Linked DNA regions of Hordeum vulgare: region 2 is linked to region 1. Evidence: chromatin contacts called from public Hi-C data. All regions are on one chromosome and are shown on one strand. The core of a region is the stretch at or near the end of the contact, and the rest is flanking DNA. Distances in the headings are between cores, read along the strand shown. Region 1 holds the start of LOC123425395 (protein SPIRAL1-like 1). Region 2 has its middle 5.5 kb from the start of LOC123425396.

Region 1 (4,136 bases), core at 1,039-3,538:
GCTGGTTTCTCAGCAGGTGGGGCCTTCGCAGCTGGTGCTGCAGCAGGCTTTGCAGGCTCACCATCTCCAAACAGGTAACCCAGAGAACTTTGACCACCACCAGCACTCCCGCCACGACTCATCTTGACTGTAAGACAAATAGATAAAGTGCAACATATGAGTGAACAAGTTCAGCACGATTATATTTTGGAAAAGGCAAATGAAATCAACGGGGATAAAAGCTTCCAGAATATTTCAGACCACTAGTTACTACAAAAATGTTGGCTTAAAAGGAATGTTAAAATAAAACACATTGTGGTAATTTAGGAGCAGAGAAGACAGGAAAAGGCATTTATGCTGAACCAAGTCTTCAGACAAGAATACTTGGTAAGATAAGAAACAAGTGCTGCTTAGACTGAATGAAGTCAAACAGGGTCAGATATTATCACAACCCACAAGGCCTGCTGTCAATTAAAGCATATGATCTACACAGGTTAGGTAATATCAACTTCTGGGGGAAAAAAGAGATAAACTATGAACATAAGGAAATATAGTTTGATTATGGCCATGAGAGAATATCTAACAGTTACTTCTAATAAGAACTTGGAGCAAAGGGCAAAGGGCCTTGAGTATGCTGGCAGGAGATCTTGTTAAACATAATGGTGGGTACCCATCAATACAGGGAAATCAGGAAAATGAGGCCAATCCAGACTCTATCCAGGGTAACTAGTCAACATCAAACAGTAGACATCCACATTATTGTGTTTAGTGAAAACGTTTAGATCTCTGTTGGAGGACATGATACTTTTCTGAAGAGGAGATGATGAAATCTCAAAACCTTAGGCCAATTTTTTCAAACATCTAACCTACAACTACAATAGCTTATCACCAAAAAATCATACTTAAATAACTAATGAAACATGTTATTGATGTCAAGAGGAAATACTGTATTGTCAATAAAATCTTAGATGGTTAAACCAATAACAGCAACAAAGTTTTCAGCATCTTTGGATTGAGAAGATATAAATAACAGGGCAACAGGCCCCTCACTGCAAAGTGCTGTCTGGAAACATGGTGAAGAATTGAACTACACATTCATACAGACAAGCAAGTTAAAAGAAACTCAAGGTCAATCAAACAACATAAGATACTCAAAGATAAAATCTCACTTCAATTGATCCCAGGATTGATTTTTCCATTGGATAGCCCGCACAACTCTGCAATTTGGTGCCTTCCTAGACCAGATTGCACAGTACATGTTCAGCCTAGCACTACAGCCAGCACCCAAGCATGTAACAGGCAAAATCCATACAGTAGGTTCGGTTTCAATTAGCATAAAAACATATCATACCGATCCATTGCATATTTGTTGCCATCTAAGGACACTTAGATTGTTGGATGTAGTTAGCGTGATCAGCTCATTCCCAGTTTCAGTTAGTCAAGTTATCCCTTAGGTGCTACAAGAAGTGATGACAAGAGAGACTGCCTGCGATTCATCACTAGAATCAAACAGGACAGATAGGTTACCTACAGGCCTACACCATACACGAGTAGGAACAATCCTAAGTTCCTAGCATGGCACAACGACAACAAAACCATTTGAAATTCCGTTGTCTATATTCCAAAAGTTTCTCCTGATATCACCACACACCAGCACATCTCTTCTATGATTTGTTATAGAACTGCCATCATCCAACCTTCTCTACACAAAACAGATGAGCACCACAAGTCTAGTCGGGAGTTCCCCCACACCAGTGAATCTGAAACTGCAGTGACATTGCTACGATTACGAACCACATGCCCTAGAATCTTCAAATCTAGGTAAGGTGACCCTTCACGAAGAAACTGCCGCGAGCACGCAGACTCCTCGCACCCAATTCCCGAACTACAAAAGCCCGATCCCCACAAATCTATCATCGGCAAAAGTGAAATGGACGTCATTACAAACAAATCAACTGCCAACCAAGATGATTAAGCGCAATTCCTACATACACGCATCCTATATCGACGGATCCTGAGCCATGGGGACACAGAAGCACGCGATCCCCATCTCATTTCTGAGAGCCTGAGACCAGATCCAGAACCAAACATCTACCAGCTAAACAACGGCGAGGGAGATCCGCCGCTCAGATCGCCGGACCACGCGGCGGGAACCAAGAGGGCGGGATCTGGGAAGGAGGGGCGCGGAGGCGATCGGATACCTTAGATCGGGCGCCGACGAGGGGACGGGGGACGAGGACGAGACAGGAGGAGGCGCTCGGAGTGGTGGGAGTGGTGGTGAGGAAGCGCTTGCGTTGTTGGTTTCCTTTATAGAGTGGGTGGGACGTTTGCAGGGAGGGAGTGGATCTTTTGCAGTTTGGTGCTCGTGCAGATTCGTAATTCGGTGAAAGGACGCCCTTGGCTGTGAGAAAAGTTGGTGATTTGGTAAGATGTGATTTCTTTTTAAGTGGTTGCATGATTGGATGGTGTTAGTGAACAATCCAGGGAGTTGTCTAAATCAAATAGCTGGACAAACGTTTACATCCCTTCTATGACCGGCAACCACAGCTAGCTAAATCTTTGATATTTCGGGAAATGTGTTATTTGGCATTTTAAGTTGGAAATGTCATAAATGTGCTCATGTGGCATAGATTAGTAGATGGCAAAAAGGAAAGGTAGAGAAAATGACAACTACTAGATTCAAGCTTAAACATGAATTTAACCAAGGAAATGTGGGCTATGCGCCATAGGTAATCATATCATTGAATATGTATTATCATTTTTGTTCGAAAAGGTCTTTCTATAGTAAAAAAAAAATAAGCCGCATGAATTATGTATTATATTGGTCCAATTGATGTTCAAAACTAAGTTCGAAAAGTGTGAGTGCCTCCTAATATTCTTTTTCTGGGTGCCTCCTAACCTGAAACAAGGGAAGTACTTTCTAAATATCCACCAAATAAACATACAAATTAGATCGTTTCATGTTTCAGAAGAGAGTGGAAATGACAAGTCATGCATGAACCACGAAGTGAAAATAAGGTAAATATCAGCCATGGATTTATATTCGTGGTGAACCCTTCGTTGTCAAAAATTGATAAGTTCCAGCAACAAGCTATCGAAAAATAGTTAGGCATGTGGATTCACAAAGGTACGTGATCGAAATGATTTGATTTTGAGGATATCACGGCTTGATGAATATAACAAGAGATGAAAACAAATTCTTCAAAAAAGACGAAAGCGAAAGCAAATAGACTCTCCCAATGATGACGGACGAGGTAGGGTAGGATGGTTTTGACCCGAAAGGAAATAATGAGAAACATTGTAGAATACAGGTCATTAACATGTTTGATACGTATACGCAGCCAAGTCATGAATGCAAGATATAGTAACAAACAGACACTCACTATAACACAAAAATAAATTTGATTTTTTGACCAATAAACTTGATATTAGAACAAATCTATTAACCATCAAATTATTTGGAGATGCCGACACCATGCTCGCTAGACCCGTTACGCCGGGACCAGTTAATTGTCCAATCATTGGCGTTCTCTAAACTACATATTTATATAGCCATTGCTACAATATTTCATGATCATACCAAACACACTAGTAAGCAACATGGTTCTGAACGGAGAAAGAATCTATCTCGATGCCTAGCTTGACTACCCAACCTATACGAAAATTCTGTGACATATGGCATTTGACCTAATGTCACAAGAGACTGCCGACGCTACCAATTGGCAATTGTACAATCCTCCAAAGGATCGTGTGCCGGGTCAAAAAAAAAGGATGACGCGTTAAATAATTCCCCATCTCTCGCAGGACATATATGCAAGAGACCAAATAAAAACAGTTTCCATACCCTGTTGACCAAAGTCAGCGGAACGCAGGCCGTAGCGAGAGCACATGGACGCTGTGTGGTGTGCGTGGTGTGACAGCGGCACAGGCAAAGCGCCTCTTGGGACGACACGATCCGTTGATCCCCATATTCGCGGTCGAGATCGCGCGGCAGAGCGTAACCCGTCGGTGCGAGTCTCCTCCGTGCGGCCCTATCCGTCCGTGTGCATGTGACCCGTGGGCCCGGCGACAGCTGCAGAATAACCACGGCAGAGATGGATGGGTCGTCCCTTTCCTTCCTCTGCCGATGGCCGTAGCCTAATCATACGCCTAGCTGA
Region 2 (4,348 bases), core at 644-3,143, 200 kb before region 1:
CAGCTAGGACAACTCGTACATGATCAGGGTATCCACGTGAAAACTTTCCACCTCACTTAAGCACCGCCCACCCTAATCATACTTAGAATTAACCAGGCTCAATTAATAAGACATGTTTGGATTATCCCAACAAGCTCTTCCCGTTGCTGCTGACTCACGAGCTCGGAAACATAGGCATCGGTATTGACGTTGTCACGGCCGCCTCCATCTCGTCCGCGGGATAGGCCCCGGGAGTACACAGGACGTCCCTTTACAGTGTCGACCATCAAAACCTCTGCAACGTGTCCACTGCTCTCACACTCGGATTCGTCAAAGGAACCGTTGTACGAGGAAGGGAACAGGCTGAGGGTGGGCTCATCGGAGTCAAGCATGACCACCTGTCCCACCGTGGCTTGAAGGGCCACAGCGTGCTTGATCCAGCGCTGAAGCTGTGAGCGTCTGGAGCGCTTGCGATGGGCCGGAGAAGGATGAGGGGGAGCCAAACGGTATGGAACCGATGGCTGCCACAGAAGGACTCCGTGCGTGGCCGCGTTGAAATGCATCGCGTCACGGATGGAAAGCGCATCCGTATCCAGCGTCGCTTCCTGCAGCCACGCCGAATCATCGGTGATGAAGCTAAGGAAACTAAAGAGGATCCCTCCGTCGAGTGTCATCATCATGATCGGAAAAATTAAATCGCCACGTGCGCTAGAATTTGCTAAACGCGCAGCCCCACGATGGACGCCACCTGTCGAGGAAATGAGTCTGACAATAGTATCAGGGGTACGAATGAGGGTGCGAAGCCAAGCTACGACACAGGCGTAATACTCGGATGTACGAATGTGCCCCACTTAGAGAAGGTAAAGACCTACGTCTCGAACACAGATGCTTAGTGTTTGCTTATGGAAAGTGTGAATACACACGATGCTAAACCTTTGTCCAAGAACTCAAGATAGGCTTATATAGAGTGTGCCTGGGCCCATTAAGCCTCATTATAATGATGAGTTAATGTTAATAACTACGAAAGTTGCTGATAACAACAACTCTAAATACAATGTTACTCGTAACGCCGGTCTTTATTGTGCTTTATGTAAAATGTTAAGTTTCTTAGTCATTGCACCTCCTTCGTCGTCCACGTTTGTCCTGGTCCGAGTGCTAGTGTGTGTCCGACTAACTGAACGAGTGACATCGTATGTCCAAATGAGGTGGTGTTTCTTTCTCAGGGGCTAGACTTTTTTTAATCCCAGGGACTAAAAAAAAAAGTCCCTTCAGTAGAGTCTTTTTTTAGTCCTTTAAAAAAAGTCTCTTATGTTTTTTTACCTAGAGACTAAAAGAGATTTTTTTAGACTAGTCCCTCTAAAAAACACCACCTAAAACCTAAGTTTGCATCGGTAGTCTTGAAAATTTAATGACTGTGTGAGACCCTAGTAGACCCTGGATGGTCCATGACCTTACCTTTAGTAGTGAGTGATCAATTCGTAAAGAAGAAGAGTTGATCAATTCGTGTCAAAACAAAACATTTGAAGAAGGCCATCAATTTTATGGACATCATGCGTGAACGGAAACCAGCCGTGTGCCATGAATCCGTTTTCTGTTCTTTTGATGATGATGCGTCTTGATGGTTGATGCAGTTAATTTTGATTCACGTTTCGTCGGCCTGGTCCATCAGCCGAGGACCTCTATGCCGGCCATAGCCGACGCCCGTAGCTGCTGATGCGCCGCACGGAGCGCAGGACGTGTGCCAGTGCGCGAACCGTCCGTTAGAAAGTGCATGCAGAGCGAATTAACTACGGCGTCGCGCCCACTTCAGCACACAGTAGTATCTGATCTGAGCCCGTGAACGACGTGGACAGTTCCCTAGGTAGGTGTTGGCGGCTTGGCGGGCTGGAGCTACGCAGCTAGCCATAGCTCTGGATTGGCTGTCGATGCATGCAGAAACGCACGCTGGTCCGGGTGTCTGACAAGGCGATCCAGTGGGAGAGACGCGCCCACTGGGAGGCCAGAGCGCCGCAAGTGCGTTCAGCGCAGGCGCAGGGCGGCAGGAGTATACCGCAGGCGCAGGACGGCAGGAGTAATAGGGAAGAAAGATGCTCAGGAGAGTTAGACCATGTATAATTCTCTCATATAAATTGTGTTTACAGATTGTGAAAAACGATTTTACGGATCGCTGTGAGCGATCGCCGAGCAGACAGCTTAAAACGGATCCCTGAAAAAAAATATTCTACACGGCAATCGAGCAGACCCGCAAAACACACAAGTAAAAAAGATATGCCGTCCGTGCCCGGCCCGTAAATTAATAATTTGCATTTCAATTTCGGACATGAAAACACATTTTTTTTGCTTTTTTATTTACTTCAAGGGCATCGGATACATAATTATTCACCAAATCTGTGTTAAAATAGCAAGATTAAAAAAAAAACAAAAATCACAATTAGGCATTTTAAAAGATATCAAACTTTCATAACTGCTCTCACTAGTTGAACCAACATCTTCGTCATGCCTTCATTATTGATCTGCGGACACTTGATCCATTCTTCATTCTTCTTCTTTGATTTCAAAGAATTAGACGTTGCATCTCCTCTAGTTTCTTCTCTAATTGCATATCCACTTGCGTCATTAGCTTTAATTCTACCAATGAGTGCACGAACATCTATTAATTTTCTTCCTATCAATAAATCAATGTATCCTTCTTTCCAATACCAAAATGAGCATCCACCTTTCTACACACATGATCATCTCAATAAGCTACCGAAATTGAACCGAATAGGTTGACAAAGCCGAATGAAATGAAGAACATACCCCGCCGTTTTCGCATTTGAAGAATACCCATCCCGGGTGTTGCGGCATGCTAGATGTTAGTCGTAGCACTGTCTGTGTGCAGTCATCACACTCTAGAGTGGCATCGGCGAGCCAGCGAGCCGCTGCGTGAGCGCCGAGCCCGGGTGACGGCCGGTCGAGTCCTTGCCGGCAAACCGACAACAACGACTAGAGGACAAAGCAGTACCTGCATGCGGCGCTGGGGCTTTGCCGGGGGTTGTGTGGGGCGGTTCCCGACCAATTCGTGGGTTGGCACAACCGCCGATGGTCGGAAACGCTAAACCTGGCGGCCGCGAAAAACAGTCGTCGATCTGCAACTTTCCAGTCGACCGAGGCACAAGGAAGTGGTGAAGGTCAATTCCGGGTGTTTGGCGGCCCGTCGGCGTGATACTGATGGCTGGTATGGCCGAAACTGTAGGCGGCGGCCCGGCGGCGATGGGTGGGAAAAAGCGCTGGCTGAAATGTCTCCCCCACCCACCACTCCCGCTATATAGAGGGTACCGGGAAGAACCTCCATTTTTGCGGGTTGGGTGGGATTTTGCCGTGCCCCGCAAAAATATTTACGGGTCTGACGCGTTTGCGGGGTCTGGTCGGGGTATTATACGGGGTCTGCTAGAGATGCTCTTAGTGACACACTCGTATGTCTGAGTGAAATAAGACCAACAATGAAGGGTGAAAGGAGGAGGACAAGGGTAAGGGTTAAATCAAAGTAAATCCACATGATCTTGATCGTCAAACCATTATCCCATCAAGCTTTCGTGACCACACAATGGGACATCCTTGTGTCTTCAATGTCAGAGCTAGAATCGACATATCTCTAATAGGAAGTCCTGAGCTGGTGGCCTCGGCTAGATGGTAACAGAAAATAAAGACATGGTGTTTATCCAGGTTTGGATCCATTCAAAGAGTTAAAACTCTACACCCTACTTGTATTGTATTGATTATAGATGGGGTGCGAAGGACAAGTGATCTACCTCGAGATCATATGAGTGAATCTAGAAATCTCGCTTCTATGGACTAAAACGCTCAACTTTGTAGGGATCGGGAGGTACCTAGGTTTACGCATGGTCGGTTACATATAAGGATAAACATGCCAAATATATGAATATAACTTGAAGTGTGCGTCAAGTCTTTGAAAATTTTCATCTTCAGTACGCCGAGGGTTATGGGCAATATGGCCCATAGGTGGGTCCTCGGTTCAGCCCATGAGTGATAGGCCGACGAGGCAAGTATCTCCTAATCTAGGACACCGTCACATGGATGTCCTAATTTTTCAAATATAAAACTTTGTAATTTTATTTTATTTTGAAAAAATACACATGTATACAAAGATGTAATGTGTATGTGTGTAAAATTTCAGAATGAAATAGCTTAAATTACGAGCTGCACAAAAAAATAAAATCATGGATTATGAGGATGAAGGGTGCATATGCTAAAAAGCCTAACATTTGTATTTATGTAGTCACATTTTAGTTTACTTCGGTCCAAAATTTACACATCTGTAAATTTATTTGAATGATTTTTAAAAGATTAAAGTTTCAAAATTAAGGCC

What was found. A called contact is a pair of places that touch in the nucleus more often than the background predicts.
Region 2: a contact with region 1 is called in a Hi-C map of seedling, with 2.4 times the contacts expected there. The contact joins the enhancer-like site here to the promoter of LOC123425395 in region 1. A contact is called at or near these places in 3 of 6 Hi-C or Micro-C datasets (leaf and seedling) and 1 of 1 datasets of contacts at active chromatin or transcription factors (embryo).

What each region holds. Positions count from the first base shown.
Region 1 is chr2H:109,569,392-109,573,527 of MorexV3_pseudomolecules_assembly, reverse strand. It overlaps LOC123425395 (protein SPIRAL1-like 1), which reads right to left and starts at 2,288. Exons shown (of 3, transcript XM_045109090.1): 1 at 2,181-2,288; 2 at 1-127. The coding sequence starts at 122.
Region 2 is chr2H:109,766,571-109,770,918 of MorexV3_pseudomolecules_assembly, reverse strand. No RefSeq gene overlaps it. Among protein-coding and RNA genes, the nearest start is that of LOC123425396, 5.5 kb to the left of the region's middle. Within about 2 kb of position 1,893, at least 3 of the 3 cell types and tissues checked have open chromatin away from gene starts, as enhancers often do. A contact at or near this core is called in leaf and seedling, where this site is marked.